Regions from separate parts of the Mus musculus genome. Here regions 2 and 3 are each linked to region 1. The links are chromatin contacts, called in public promoter capture Hi-C maps. All regions are on one chromosome and are shown on one strand. The core of a region is the stretch at or near the end of the contact, and the rest is flanking DNA. Distances in the headings are between cores, read along the strand shown.

Region 1 (4,759 bases), core at 1,539-4,038:
GGTGGCTGTCTGTCCATGGAGAGAAAGATGCAGGCTCACCGTCTTGTCTGTAGGCTTCGTTACTGATGGCAGTAAAGTCTTGATAGAGGGGTTTCAGTGGGATACCCACAGCATCATGCCAGCCCTCCCAGGCAAACAACAACTTGGCATAGCTTCGTGAGGAAGCCAGGATGTTGGTGAGCTCTGAGAGAGGTGAGCAGGATCAGTTATGAAACCAGAGGTATACACTGGTCTTCATTCCCACCAGCTTCCTCACGCATCACAGTATCCCCAGACCAAGGGCAGCCTATGGGTTTGGGGAGATGAGGCTATCCAAAGAAAGCACCAGGCAGGACCCTGCTCCCAGGAAAACGTCTAAGGCAGTTGACACAGAAAGGACATTTAGAGGTTAGAATAGACAAACCCTCCATGGCCCATTGCATAAAACAGCGAAGCACCAAGGGACCCAGGGCTTGTGGGAAGCTTTTGGGGAAGGTGAAAGGACCCCTAAAAGGAGAGCTAGGTGGCCAGACGGTGGTGGAGGGGTGGGCTAGCCCAGTGGTTCTCAACCTTCCTAATGCCTCCACCATTTATACAGTTCCTCATGTGGGGACCCTCAACCATAAAATTATTTCTGTTGTTACTTTACGTCTGTAATTGTGCTACTGTTGTGAATCATAGTGTAAATATCTGTGTTGGGTAAATATGGTCTTAGGTGACCCCTGTGGAAGGGTTGTTTTGACCCCCAAAAGGGTCACAACCCACAGGATAAGAACCGCTGTGCTAGAGGCTCCCTGAAGTGAGTTTGCCAGAAGCAGCAAGGGTGTGAGGCAGAAGTGTGGGTACATCTGCACATTCCAGCCCCAATGGGGTACCAGTGCCTTTGGTTTACTGACAGACATCATCCTAGAGGTGACCCAAAAGGACCAGGAAACCCCAGCAGAGATTGGACAGGACCATACCTGGGTCCAGGGACCAGCAGGTGGCAGTCTTGTTGGGGAAGCAGACCTTGCCAGTGGAGTAGATTCTGCTCATGTTGCTTAGCAGAGAGTTGTACTGCCAAGTTGGAGTTGAGGAAATATTAGTGACCAAATATTAGCCCCTGGAGTTAATCTTCCCACCCCTTTGGCTGGAAGGAAAAAGCGGCCTGGAGGAAGGATGTGACTCAGACAAGGCCACCCAGTTCTTCCAACCCCTACTATACTGGTGCCCCTTTCAGTGCAAGCAGCCTTTGCAGGTGGTACCCACTGACCAGAGAGCCGAGGCAAGCATCAGCTGGTCTCCAGCTCACAGCGGGCATGAATCCCTGCTATCCCCTGGCCTTTGTGCTGTGTGTGTGTGTGTGTGTGTGTGTGTGTGAGAGAGAGAGAGAGAGAGAGAGAGAGAGAGAGAGAGCACATCTCTCTTTGTATGTGCAATACAATTCTGAGTATGAACTCCAGGGCCTCACACTAGTTCAGCTACCCGCCAGCTCCCGCGTTTGGCTTTCTACTCCACAATACAAAGTGACTTGTCACACCATGCATCTGGAGGGAAAAGCCCATGAACAGCACTCTGTCTCCCCAGATTCCTGATAGCCAAGGTCCAAACAGACTATCAGTCCCTTCCGGTCTGCCGGGCTGCTTTCCCAACCACAATAGGCACCCGGGGAGCTCAAGTTCTGCCTCCACCCTCAGACCCACCTGCTGCCGCTGGGCCAGGGGCAGATTGGCAGGTCCTAGGGTCCGAATAGATCCGATGATCCTTCGCAGCTTTGAGTCAGTAAAGTTCTGCCAAATGGACTCATACAACTCCTTGGCCTTCTTGCCCCAGACCTCTGCAAACTCCTGGCTGACCAGGGCCGCTTCCTCCTGTGCTCACCAGGAGGGTAGAAAGAGTAGCCCAGCTTAGAAAGAGGCTCAGGTAGGAGAGACTACAGAACTGAGAGAGCAGTGGTAGGCTAAGGGCTTCCGGACCCCTTGTTCCTGCAGAGATCCTGTCCTGGGGATGAGCTTGCAGGGGCAGCACCCCTCCTCCTGAGCCCTCTGGTTGGAAAGTGTGGGAATCTAGTTCAAAGGGAACAATGAAGGAGAAAATTGGGGCCAAAGTAGGGGACAGTGAGTGGAGGGCCAGGGAAAGAAACTCAACAGGAGATCAGGCAAATGCCAGAGGGCAAGGGCTCTGCAGCCAAGCTGGGTACCCTGTACGCAGACAGCCATCGCCCCAACCCTTGATGCCGCTTCGGGAGGATTTTGGCCTCTGAGGAGCCAGCTTCATCCACTCCATTCCTGTGTTGGCTTGGATCACGTGCCCAGCCCGTACTGGAGCATCATTGCCTGTCTAATGCGCAGAGCGGGTGGGAGGGTCCGGCCTAATGGCAGGGGTCCCATTAGGGACCTCAGTGCTCAGGGTTGAGGCTGGGGGGCGGGGGGGTTCTGGCGTCTGCTGTCCGCCCTAGGCGACGGACCGCAGGCCTGTGATTGGCCGCTGCGTCCTGCTGCGCCCCGCCCCCGCCCGGGCCCGGGCACCCACCTGGCGTCGCGCGTTCTCCTCCGTGATGTTGGTGTCGTGCGCCCAACTGGCCACGGTGCTCTGGAACATCACCACCTCGGCACTCGAGTTATAGCTTTCAGCGAAAAGCTGCGCCCCTGCCTCGTCCGGGGAAAAGTTGCCCGGCTGCAATCCAGGGTCGAGTGCCGGGGCGGGCGACGGCTGCAGCAACAGCACCAGCAGCGACAGCATCAAGAGCGGAGGCGACAACGGCCACCGCCCCCGCTGGCCGGACGCGGCCCCCATGGCGCGGTGCGCGCGGTGCGGCGCTGCCCCTTCTCTCGTGCCGCGACCGCCCTGCGGATTATAAAACCCAGCCACCACCGCCTCCCGACACACCCCCACCTCCCCGCCCCTCCGCGCTTCCTCCTCGCTCCAAAGTCCCCGGCAGCGCGAACCCGGCTGATTCCCCGCCCGCCCTGGGCAAGGAGAGCCCTGTGGGGCCAGGGAGCAGCCTGGATGGAGAAATGGGGCTAGATCGGGCTCTCTCAGAGGAAGCTAGAAAAGGGTCCCTGCCCGCTGCAAACACTGCTGCGGCCCAACCGTGCCCTCTGGCCGCCACCACGTAGTCTCAGGCCACAGAGCCCAGCAGGCTTGGCATAACCCTCCAAGCCTTTCCGGGCTCTTGAGTGACAAGGGGGCGGGGGTGGCAGGCTGGTGCCACCGGGATGGACTTAAGGTTGCCAGGTCATGGAGGAAAGGGGTCGCCTGCGTGGGCGCGGGAAGTTTAGCTGTCCTGACAGGCGCCTTGGCTAGGTGCTGCAGATGTCAGCAACCAGTTCACCTTGGGCTTCGGTTGTTGGGATGCCTCGAAATAGAGTCTATTCTGCTCTATGAGGGGGAGCCATAGACTAGGCCATCAGCACTGGCATGCCTGCCCCTACTCTTTGGATACACAGCTGTTCAACTCACAAGAACCATCATGTGTGGTCCCAACAGAGCCCTAGAACCTCGCAGTTGCACGCTCTGAAAGCTAAAAAAAAATGTGCCTTAGAGATTACAACAACCCCCTGCTTTTTAAAAATGGAGAAATTACCCCTGAGACAGATTGGCTTCAAGTCACCTCAGGTCTCCACACTCCCAGTCATTTCCCTGTCTCCTCCACCCGTCCCTCAAAGTGACAGGCCTGGGGGAAGGAGAATCAGGTCCTCTAAATGCATCAGCAGCCTGTGAAGTTAACCTCTGAGCACCAGGGCTGTGCCCCCAAAGAGGTGGGCGGACCCTTGTCCTTGCCAGATGGGGTGATGGAGTTCACATGGGAGATTGTGTGACCTGCAAGGACTCAGAGTGAGACTGTGCTGGCCTGTCAGGTGACTTGCTCCCAAAGAGGTCCCAGGGGACGGGTAGAGATGGAGAAAGGAGGAAGGAGCAAGGGGCCACCTGCTGAGAACTTAGGTGGTCCATATTGCTTGGGCTCCCAGGATTTGAGGGCTGTGGGTTTGTGTGAGCTGTTGTGTTTCTGGAGGAAGCAGGCTGTACTGGTGGAGGGTTAGGAGGGGATTCTGAGAGTGGTACCTATGGAGTTCAGAAAGAGGATCCCAAAGAGGAGGGTGGGTGGGCAGGGGTAAGTACAGGCCTTAGCTTGTATTGAGCGCATCTGATTTGTGTTGTTTGTTTTTCTTTTTCTTTTTTCCCCCTCTGTCAGAAACAGAACTGAAAGCAAGGAGAGAGAAAGACAGGGTGGAGCTGGAGGCCCAACTGTCTCTGAAGAGCTCCTGAGTACCAGGCCAGACAGTGGAAGAGCAGGCTGTGCTTTCTGCTGGCTCATTCTCAGGCCCAGCTGTGTGGCAGTGTGACATCCTCTTTACTCTCCGATTAGGGACTAAGTTCAGGAATGAACAGCTCTGCCTTACAGACGTGATGAAATCAAAGGCTCACTACTGTGATAAAATAATCTAACCTTGCTTACTGATAGCCTGGGTACTTGGAGTCGTCACCCTCCTCCTCCCTCAAGGTGACAATGTATTGTAAGAGCTTGTTGAAGCACAGGGCTTTCCACTATGCCATACTTTTGGGGGAGTGGATACAGACTCTATCAATCTGCTTTATTCTCTGTGGGTTTCCCAGAGCTTAGCATGCACCTGTCACAAAGAAGGGAGCACAAGGGTGACATGAATGACTGGCGTTCGAGCACATGCCCCTGGCAGGGAGCTCCCGGTCTCTGCAAGAGCGATCTATGAAGAACCAAACCCCACCAATTTGGAATTTACAGTAATACATTGAATATCGTGATAAATCAAAGTTAAAAATA
Region 2 (4,759 bases), core at 1,672-4,171, 230 kb before region 1:
GGAGTTACTGAAGAGCAAGGTGGTACTAAACTTTTCAAACTTTTTTTTTTTTTTGCATTATTCAAAAGTATTTCAGGCTGTAGAGATGGCTCAGTGGTTAAGAGCACTGACTGCTCTTCCAGAGATGCTGAGTTCAATTCTCAGCAACACAGGGTGGCTCACAACCATCTGTAATGGAATCCAATGCCCTCTTCTGGTGTGCTCATATGCATAAAATAAATATATCTTAAAGTATTCTAGGTAACATGCAGAATGGGCTTCACTACATGTTCATACCCGTAACATTGTATTTTACCCATGTTTGTTCCCAGAGTACTCTTCCCCCCCCTTCCATTCATATTTTAAATTTATATAGCTTTCTTCTGTACATTTTTCTGTAGCTTAGCTTATCACTTTGCATAGAACTGAAGCCTGTTTCCTGTGCCAAGGATGCTCTGGCATTGTGCATCATATATTTATAACCACACACACTTGACCCCAAGGCCTCCTCCGTGTTGGGTGAGCACTCTACTGATACACATCCAGCCCTCCTATTCCAGTGCGTTTATCAAGGCTCTTTTGTCTTCCTACTCCTTTCTAAAATGGCTATTTGAAAGCTCATATTAGGTAGTAGAATGTAAAGTGCTTAAGGACGTATGGTGGCAAATACCTAGCAGATTAAGTAATTCTAGTCGACTTGTTCTACACCACAAAAAAAAAAAAAAAAAAAAAAACAGCAGCCAGTAGAACAGCAGCCAGTTTTCCAAGTCAATTTCAGAAAGCACTGGGAATCTTTTAGCACCTAACACTAATACTTCAAAAAGCATCAGGAGCCTGTACTTCCCTGGACTCACACTCTAATCTCTGTTGACCTTTTAGTATACAGTTTACTATGACTCAGTAAGACTGCTGGATGAGAAGCTGTGCATTTGGCCACTCACACAGTCACAGTAGAGTCTGGGGTTCTCTGAGCAGTTACTGTGGGCAGCCATCCAGTTGGTAAAATCTTTTAGCCACACTCAATTTGTAACATCCTGTTAGAAAATGTGTTGGCTGGGTCACTAGGTATAGATGAAATACCCAGTGTTTACACATCCTATTGTAATGACTGTAAGAGGCTTTAGGGCTCAGGCATTTGTCCAGAATGCTGTGAAGCCCTAGGTTCAATGTCTAGTACAGTCCAAAGAAGGGGAAGGGAAAGAAAGGAGAAAGAAAAACTCAATTTGAGGTTGCCTTGGCAATTAGAGCCCGGCGCAGTGGTTCACACCTATAATCCCAGAAGAGACGGGGTTTACCAAATTTAAGGCCAGTCTGGTTAGCCTGGACTAGATGTGAGACCCTGTCTCAGAGTTTGGGGCTGGAGAGCTGGGTCAGCAGAAAGATGCATTTGCTGCTCTTGGAAAGGATCAAGCACCGGCAACTATCTGTCACCCCATCCAGTTCCTCCGCCTGCTTCTGCGCGCACATACACACACACACAAGTACATTCAAGTACAAGTACACACACAACATATGAAAAAATAAAAACCGAAGCTTGACACCTTTTCAGGTATTGCTTTCCCTAATATTCTGGATTCCAAAGACCATGTGAACTGGCAGAAACTGCATTTTCCTCCAGTCCCCTTGCTTTTTGTGAGTTCGTGATGTTTGTTTGATGATGAAATGTGGTGAGACTGAGAACAAATTTGGCATGTTAAACGCACTAGGCAAGGTTACAGCTGTGTGTAAAACATTGAGATCTTCAGGTGAGGGTAGTGTGCGTTTCCAAGTTCCTGTATGATGTGGCCAAACTTAAAATTCTTGGAAGTTAGTCGACTGGTATAAATCTGAGACAGGAAAAAAAACAAGTATTCATTACTTGACAGTATGTACACAGATGTATTGGGCCCTCACTCCACAGTAACTGAAGTGACTAAAAATCACTTCATGATAAAACGGAGTCCTCATTTTATTAGTCCTATATGGTTTGGCCCCTGCTGTCTTTTTTCATAAAGGCAAACTCATCACAGGTTTCTGCTAATAGAGGACATACCACCAAGTCTTTAATCCCATCCCAGCAGAGGCAGAGGGAAGCTGATCTGAAGGCCAGTCCAGACTACATGCGACACTATCTCAAAAATACCTCACTACCAAAAAATAGTTATGAAGCACTTAGGGACAAAAAAAAAAAAAAAAAAAACCCCAACAAAAAACAAACCATAGCTCTCGTTTAGTTGAGCTATTTTCTGTGCTTTAAGGAGAAGGAACTTTGGGCACAAAGGGTAAGTTTCCTCTTTGTTGTTCTATTGCCTGAGACTGACCCAAGAAAGACTTGTTTTTCAATTGGAGTCCTACCAGGTGAAATGGCACCTGGGATTTGGGAACCGCAGAGTGTGGGATGAGGGGTGGGAATACCCCTGGTAGCCAAGTCAATAGCTATAGTTAGCCCTTGCCCCTTTTCTTGCTGCTGGGTTAGGAGGGGTACAGAGACTCGAGGGAGACTCTAGGGTCCTTTGGAACTGCAACAATGACAAGGTCTTTCGCTTCCACATACGTGGGGAAACCTGCCTTCGTCCTAGATAAGGAACGACCTCAGCAAAGGGGAAAAAAGACTAGTTAATAACTCTCTCCCTGACGAAGCGACTGCGGGTCTAGCATGTCCGGTAACGGTAACGTGGGATGGAAGCAGAAGCTCTCTCTGGGGAAAAGCGGAGCTTCCTCCACTGGGATGGGTGGGGTGAAGCGAGGCGAGACGAAGCAGAGTCCTTAGTGGGCAGGGGGTAAGGCGGAGCATCTTCTGAGAACCGGGCAAGGCAGGACTTCCTCTGCTGGAGGCAAGAGGCGGAGCTCCCTTCTTGGGTGGGGCAAAGCAGGGCTTCTCCGTAGGGGAGGGGCGGGACTTCCTCCGTGGGGCGGGAGTAGGAGGGGCTTGTTCCGTGAAGGGGAGGGGCGAGGCTCGGCCAGTCTCCCTGGGTCCCTCCACTGCGCATGTCACGTTGCGTACCTCCCTCCCAGCAACCGGCCTGGCGGCAGCGCGGCTACAAAACTGAGGAGGCGGAGCCGAGACGGAGTCGGTACTGCGCTCTGACTCCTAGACCAGGTACCCGGTGGCGGAGCCGCCTGGTGCGCTCCCAGGGATAATCCCTCTTGCCAGACTCCGAGTCCGTGTCCTCGGGGGTGAGCCTCAAGTGGCCATCCCGGCTCACCCTCGCCCTCCTCTGGCCCTCATTTAACCTGGGTTCTGGGTTCCCGCATTGAGGTTACAGCCTGAGAGCAAAATTAGGCTTGGGCCTGGCTGGGGAGATGCTGAGCAGAGTTGCCGGACCGGAGAGGCTAGCTACCGCATGGCCTCCCCACCTTTTCCGGGGCTTCCAAATGGGGTTGAGTTCTCATACGGAAGCAAGATCAGAGCTATTCTCTGCTTTGGTCAAAACGAAGAGTTTCTAAATGTGTTGTCTTAAGTGTCCCAGCAGTTTTGGGGACCGAGTATGGTGGCGGAGAGTGAGCATGACAGAAGGGGAGTGGCTAAATAAAATTGTTCATAATTTTAGGAAATAGATAACTTCTCAACTCAGTCTTCTGCTAAGACCCTAAGGTACTTCAATTTGACCCCTTTCTCCCAGACGGTTGGACTCGGTCTTACTGAAATACCCGTTGAAGTAGAACTATGTTCCAGTGTTTGGATGGGTCTTCATGATAGTTGATAACCTTATCCGGAGGTACCCAACACCTGAGACTGACTCAGATCCTTGAGGGTTGATTAACCAAATTTGAGACTGTGGGCGTGGCTCAGCGCCTGAGTTCTTGATTAACATCAGTGCGGACTTGCTTTCCATTCTCCACACTACCAAAAAGAAAATTGCTAACTTGCTTCTGCCGTAGTGCAGGAACTTAATAGTTTAACCATTAGTTATAGTACGGAAACTGGTCAACTCTCTTCACCCTTTAATTAGGTTTCTTAGAAGATTTTTTGGCTGGGTTTATAGTTGTGACCTCCGACATAAAGTTTGGAGGACCAGCGGTAAAAATAGAAGAAAAAAAAGTCTGTCAGAACAAGTGAATTCTCCTATCGGTACCTGTTGTAGTGGGAGAGATAATGAGGCGATAGTATGGTTGGGTGGTTGGAGAGGTGTCTCTGTAGATAGGAAGATATGCTGCCGTCTCCAGAACTCATGTAGAGAGCCATGTGTGGCCATGAGCCTGTGACAAGAGAAACACCAGAGCTTGCTGGCTGTCAGCCTGTGTCCAGAGTGATAGAGTAGAATACACAATGTCCTTTAGCTTCACCAAGCATAGAAACAGGTACACACATAAATATATACATACATACACACACAAGCACATACATATATATACACATATATACATACATATACACACATTGGTAAGTGTAATAGTTAATGTGAGAGCCAGGCATGATGGTATATGCCTTTAATCCCAGCACTCGGGAGGCAGAGGCAGGCGGATCTCTGTGAGTTCGAGGCCAGCCTCATCTACAGAGTGAGTTCCTGGACAGCCAAGGCTACACAGAGAAACCTTGCCTTGAGGGGAAAAAGCTAAGGTGAGGAATGTAGGTGGTTAGTGGGAGCGCTGCTGTAATAGAGGGTACTGAGTGTCAACAATAGACTGGGGACAAAAAGGGAAGTGGAGTCTATAGACTACACTCTGTCTCTTCTTTTTTTCAAAAGAGACTGTAGCCAAGTGTGATGTTGAATTCCTGATCCTCCTGTCTCTGTCTACTGAGGGCTGAGAATCCACACATGAGCTATCATTCTCAGCTGTGGATTTCTGCCACTTTTAC
Region 3 (4,759 bases), core at 792-3,291, 190 kb before region 1:
GTTTTACAGTTGAGGCTGGGAGTCCAGCTTGGTTGGCAGAGTACTCACACAGCAGACGTGAAGTGCCATGTCGTGTGTCCCCCCCACCCCCCAGACAGGGTTTCTCTGTGTAGCCCTGGCTGTCCTGGAACTCACTCTGTAGACTAGGCTGGCTTCGAACTCAGAAATCCGCCTGCCTCTGCCTCCCCAGTGTTGGGATTAAAGGCGTGTGCCACCACCGCCTGGCAAGCGCCATGTTTTGCTCCCCAGCTCCTCAGGACTCTCTCTACTGGGCATGGCTCAGAGTACTTTATAAACCTAGCACTTGGGGGTAGAGGCGAGAGGATGGGATTGAACATCACCCTTTGCTACATAGCTGGTTTGAGTCCCGCCTGGGCTAGAGATCTTGTCTAACAACTACAGAACATTTAAAGAAACTTTAAAAAAATTTTCCTACTGGAGGTAGGCTAGGGGACCTGAAATGGCATGTGACAGAAGCTCATGTGACACTCCAGCGCTTCTAGCCCCTGCCCAACTTTTTCTCAGATACTTAAAAAAATTTTTTGTGTGTGTGTCCGTGTGTACCAGGATATGACTTGTAGCCCTGGGTGGCTTCGAACTCAGAACGCTGGCGTGGGCCCACAGTTAGCTGCTTTCGATCCTTCCTCCTCCTAGCTAACTGCTGACTGTGGTAGCTTTCTCCAGCTCTGCCCACAGATGGTCCCAGCAGGGCGGGCTGCCAATCAGTGCCCCGGAGCAGCTGCCTGGTGTCCCTAAGGGCTTCACCCTTCTTGTACAAAACAGCTCCCTTGGAGAATCTGATGATAGGTGTGGATAATTTTTCCTAGGAAGAGTCACCCCTAGTTGTGGAGGAACACCCATTACGAAGTCCAGGCTGAGCCTCAGTGCAGGCAAACATCGACCTGAGGCTGAGGGAGAAAAGCGAAGCTCAGCGTGGGTGCATTAGCACCACAGTGGGGCGCGGGTGGGGATGGGTGATGCTGCCTGCTGCCTCCCTGTTCCCCTGCCAGGCAGGAGGCGGTAAGTTGTTCTGTTCCCTGACACGCGTGGGCCTGCGCTAGAGCCACCAGTTTTATTCCTGTTACAGGGGTGTGGAAATATGTCGCCGAGGGCTGTGTGAAGACAGTCTCCAGCTGGGCTTCAGGCAAAGCCCTCAGCAGAAGTCTGTGCCCTAGATGCTGCTGCCTAGAGTCCTTCCCCTCAACCTGCTGTGCAGTGGGCTGGGGCGGAGCGGCAAAAGCAGCTCTTGTTGCACTTTGTTCTCTAAACAACTCCAGCCTAAATGGCTCTCTGCTCCCTTCGGTGGAACAAGGTGTGCTTGATGCAAGGAAGTGGGTCCTTTCAGATAGGGGCTTGACCTGGGCCATGGCAAGGCCCGAGGTTACTAATCCCACAAAATCTGGTCACAGAAACCATTTAGGATGTCGAGCTTAAGGGGGCTGGTGATTTCGGAAACCACAAGGCTGCAGTTCTCGGATAGCGGATCTGTCACACCCCTTCAGTAGTGACATGGGCCCACCGCCGGCTCCCTTGGCCTAACATCGGGGTATACGGAGGGACTACGAGCCGCCTCCATCTTCCTCTGTAGGACTCCGTGGCTGCCAGTGGACCTGCCTCCCGAGTCCCCACAGTGGGGTGCCTCAAACTACTGGGTCTTAAGAGCGCAAGAAGGGGGCGGAGCTAATGGGACTGCGTTCACAACGGCTAACGGGTAAACCGAGGCAGTAAAGGCCCAGGCCATTTCTGAAGGTCCGCGCCGGAAGAGCCTTGCGTGTCGATCGCAGGCTGAACTCGTCTCCTCCCGAGATCTGCGATTCGGTCCCCGCCGTCGTCCCTTCTCCACGAGCGGCAGAGGAGGTTGGCTCCGGGAGGCGGGAGAGCGCGGGCTGTGAAAGCGATGTGGGGGCAGACAAAGGCGGGGGGACGGCGAGCAAGGGAAAGACAAAGCACAGAGGGGGGTCGGCGGCGGCTTCTCCCGGAGGCGGCCCCGGGCGCGCGGAGCCAATGGGCGGGCGCGGGGCGGGGGCCGGCGGGGGCGGCGCCGCGGTGAGGCGGCGGCTGCCGCTCGGGGACCACTGGCAGCGGCGGCAGCTCGCGCCCGCGCCACTTGCACCCGAGGCGGTCCCGCAGCGACCGACCCCCGCCCCGCGGCGCAGGCCGGGCCCGGTGAGACCCACGGCGGCCGGGGGGAGGGGCGCGGAGCGTTGCGGGGCCGACGCCGCCTGGCGGTTCGCGCGTTGCGCTCGCGGGGATCCCGAGGCTCGCGTCGGTCCCGTAGGGCCGGCTCGTGGTGGGGTGGGGTTTCGGGGTCTGGGGTCCCGAAGAGCGGGCGCGGGAGGCAGCGCAGCCTGGCCAGGCAGGAGGTCGGGCCCAGCACTGTCTAGGGGCTGGACGTCTAAGCCCGGTGAGGGGGCGCGCGGGTCTGGCGGTACCCTGCCCAGACCTCTGCTGACCTCCCTTCATCCCAGGCGGGGTCTCTGCCTGTGCTTCCCACAGGCAAAGACCGTGGAGCCCCTGTCCCCGGCCACTCTCGCTAACTTTGTTCTGTCTCCACATATGTTTCCACTCAGGGACCCCCTAACCCTTGGGGGCTGTATGAGGGGCGGGTAGGCTGTTGGGGGTGGGTGAGGGGCGGAAGTGGCAAGACCCAGAGCAACAGGAAATGACTTAGGGAAAGTCCCAACCGCAGCCCCCCAACCCCCTGCCTAAAAACACCCCAGCCTGCAGAGTGGGGGAGGGCTCATGGGGCCCCACTGACTGACTTCCCCTTGCAGAACCCTCTTGGCTCGGCATCTCCTCCAGGGCCACCAAGCACCTCTGAAGAGCCATGTTCCAAGCTGCCGGAGCCGCCCAGGCCACCCCCTCTCATGTAGGTGTCCAGCCAGGTGGGGAGGAGTCAAGGGGACAAGAGCAGCTTGTTTGCTTGGCACCTTGTGCCACCTCGAGTGCCCCTGGGATGTGGGCTGGGCCACCGGAGAGCTGACCCCTCTGACTCTTCCTCTTCCCCCAGGAAGCCAAAGGCAGCAGTGGCAGCAGCACGGTACAGCGGTCTAAGGTAGGGTCCTAAGGGTGGGTGTGGGCAGAGGAAAGGGTCGGCGCTAACCCGGCTTCTTGCTAAGTGTACTCTGCTCCTACTCCACAGTCCTTTAGCTTGCGGGCTCAGGTGAAGGAGACCTGTGCAGCCTGCCAGAAGACTGTGTACCCGATGGAGCGGCTGGTGGCAGACAAGCTCATTTTCCACAACTCTTGTTTCTGTTGCAAACACTGCCACACCAAACTCAGGTGCGCTCCTGCCCTGTCCCGGCCTGCCCACCTACTTGCCCACCCTTACCCTACCTTCCCGCCCTGCCCCAGACTGACCCAGATGTTCTCTGCTTCCACAGCCTGGGCAGTTATGCTGCAATGCACGGTGAATTTTACTGCAGACCTCACTTTCAGCAGCTGTTTAAGAGTAAAGGCAACTACGATGAAGGGTTTGGTCGTAAACAGCACAAGGAGCTCTGGGCCCACAAGGAGGTGGACTCAGGCACCAAGACGGCCTGAGACCCCTTTAACACCCATTCCCTCCCAGCACATGGCCTCCCGCTGGGCAGTGGAAAGGAGATTAACCCGGGGGCGCGGGGTGGGAGAGGATGAGGCTCCCTCACACAGGTTTCAGGCATAAGGCTCTGCTCCAGGATTCCTTACTTTTCCCATGGGAGGTTGGCGTTGGGAACCAGAATTGGAATTTTCACCATACTGTGTCCTTTAGTCCACCTCATCTCACCCCACGGCTCCCTGGGAGGCCCACAAGCCCAGCTTCCCTACTTAGGTGCCTTTTCTCCAGCAAGGAGTCAGCATGCCCTCCTCAGGGTCCCAAGCTCCCTCACTGCCACCTGGGCCTTGTGTACCCCCTTGTCTCCCCATCTACCTCTGCCCCTTAGCCTGGTAATGAGCCACAGAGACTGGAAGAGGGAGAGTGCCATCTACTGGGCCTCATAGATGCCACCTCGCTGAGGGGGGAGGGCTGGGGAAGAGGCAAGACAGCCTGCAGCCTTCAGGGTCTGGGGGTCCCTTGCACCACAAAGCTAAAGCTCTTGCTAGAGCCTCAGCTGACAGGGTCGGCAGTAGCTATGCTCCTCCATCTGTTGTGCTGTTCTGTTGTGATCAACCCTCTTTTAAAAACATTTAAACAGCTCTTGACTCTCTTGTGTGGCCTGATGGGGATGCTTTGTGGCAGGCATGCAGCAGACTCCTCATAGCGAGGGGAATGGAGGACAGCCCACAATACTCCTGGCCTTAAAGGGGCTGGTGGTCTGTGCCACCTTGGGGTGTTAAGCTGTCAAACCTGAAATCCCACTGTGTATCCTCGTCCCAGAGTAGCCAGGCACACTGGCTTGCAACCACACAAATGTTTTGGGTTTTTGAGACAGGGTCTCACTGTAGCTCTGATTGGCCTAGAACACAGAGATCTGCCTGCCTCTGCTTCCAAAGTGCTGGGATTAAAAAGGCCTGTGTCATCCATGCCTGGCTTCGGTTCTTCAGAGGTTAATTCACTACACTTGAGTACAGAAGAGAACCTTTCTGACTTGGCCAAGACCTTAGTGTCTGCCTTTCTGCTAGCTGATTCCAGCTGTCCAATTTCCTCCTAGTCCTTTACCCTAGAAATCTGCAAAGAATGGTAGGAATCCATAGCCTATCAAGTGCTGCCAGTACAACGTCTTCCACCTTCTCTCCTCATGACTGTCATCTTCCTGGAGCCTCTTGTATGAAGTGGGAT

What was found. Capture Hi-C pulls out chosen DNA fragments and counts their contacts.
Region 2: a contact with region 1 is called in a promoter capture Hi-C map of adipose tissue. The contact joins the promoter of Strada here to the promoter of Ace in region 1. A contact is called at or near these places in 1 of 39 promoter capture datasets (stem cell-derived epiblast-like cells), 1 of 115 datasets of contacts at active chromatin or transcription factors (large pre-B cells) and 2 of 9 other capture datasets (adipose tissue and liver).
Region 3: a contact with region 1 is called in a promoter capture Hi-C map of pancreatic islet. The contact joins the promoter of Limd2 here to the promoter of Ace in region 1. A contact is called at or near these places in 4 of 39 promoter capture datasets (cranial neural crest, hippocampal neurons, stem cell-derived epiblast-like cells and 1 more), 3 of 484 Hi-C or Micro-C datasets (all in embryonic stem cells), 6 of 115 datasets of contacts at active chromatin or transcription factors (embryonic stem cells and pancreatic cancer cells) and 4 of 9 other capture datasets (adipose tissue, embryonic stem cells, liver and 1 more).

The regions. Positions count from the first base shown.
Region 1 is chr11:105,965,977-105,970,735 of GRCm38.p6, reverse strand. Ace (angiotensin I converting enzyme (peptidyl-dipeptidase A) 1) reads right to left here and starts at 2,788. Exons shown (of 25, transcript NM_207624.6): 1 at 2,491-2,788; 2 at 1,662-1,829; 3 at 942-1,035; 4 at 40-183. The coding sequence starts at 2,754. Gm11651 (predicted gene 11651) reads left to right here. Exons shown (of 3, transcript NR_104047.1): 3 at 4,160-4,759.
Region 2 is chr11:106,191,765-106,196,523 of GRCm38.p6, reverse strand. It overlaps Strada (STE20-related kinase adaptor alpha), which reads left to right and starts at 2,921. Exons shown (of 13, transcript NM_001252448.1): 1 at 2,921-3,058.
Region 3 is chr11:106,157,458-106,162,216 of GRCm38.p6, reverse strand. Limd2 (LIM domain containing 2) reads left to right here and starts at 2,041. Exons shown (of 5, transcript NM_172397.4): 1 at 2,041-2,166; 2 at 2,775-2,869; 3 at 3,011-3,055; 4 at 3,143-3,282; 5 at 3,384-4,759. The coding sequence starts at 2,828. The coding sequence ends at 3,543. It overlaps Gm10840 (collagen alpha-1(I) chain), which reads right to left and starts at 2,829. Exons shown (of 2, transcript XM_030246469.1): 1 at 2,759-2,829; 2 at 1,058-2,457. The coding sequence starts at 2,829. The coding sequence ends at 1,656.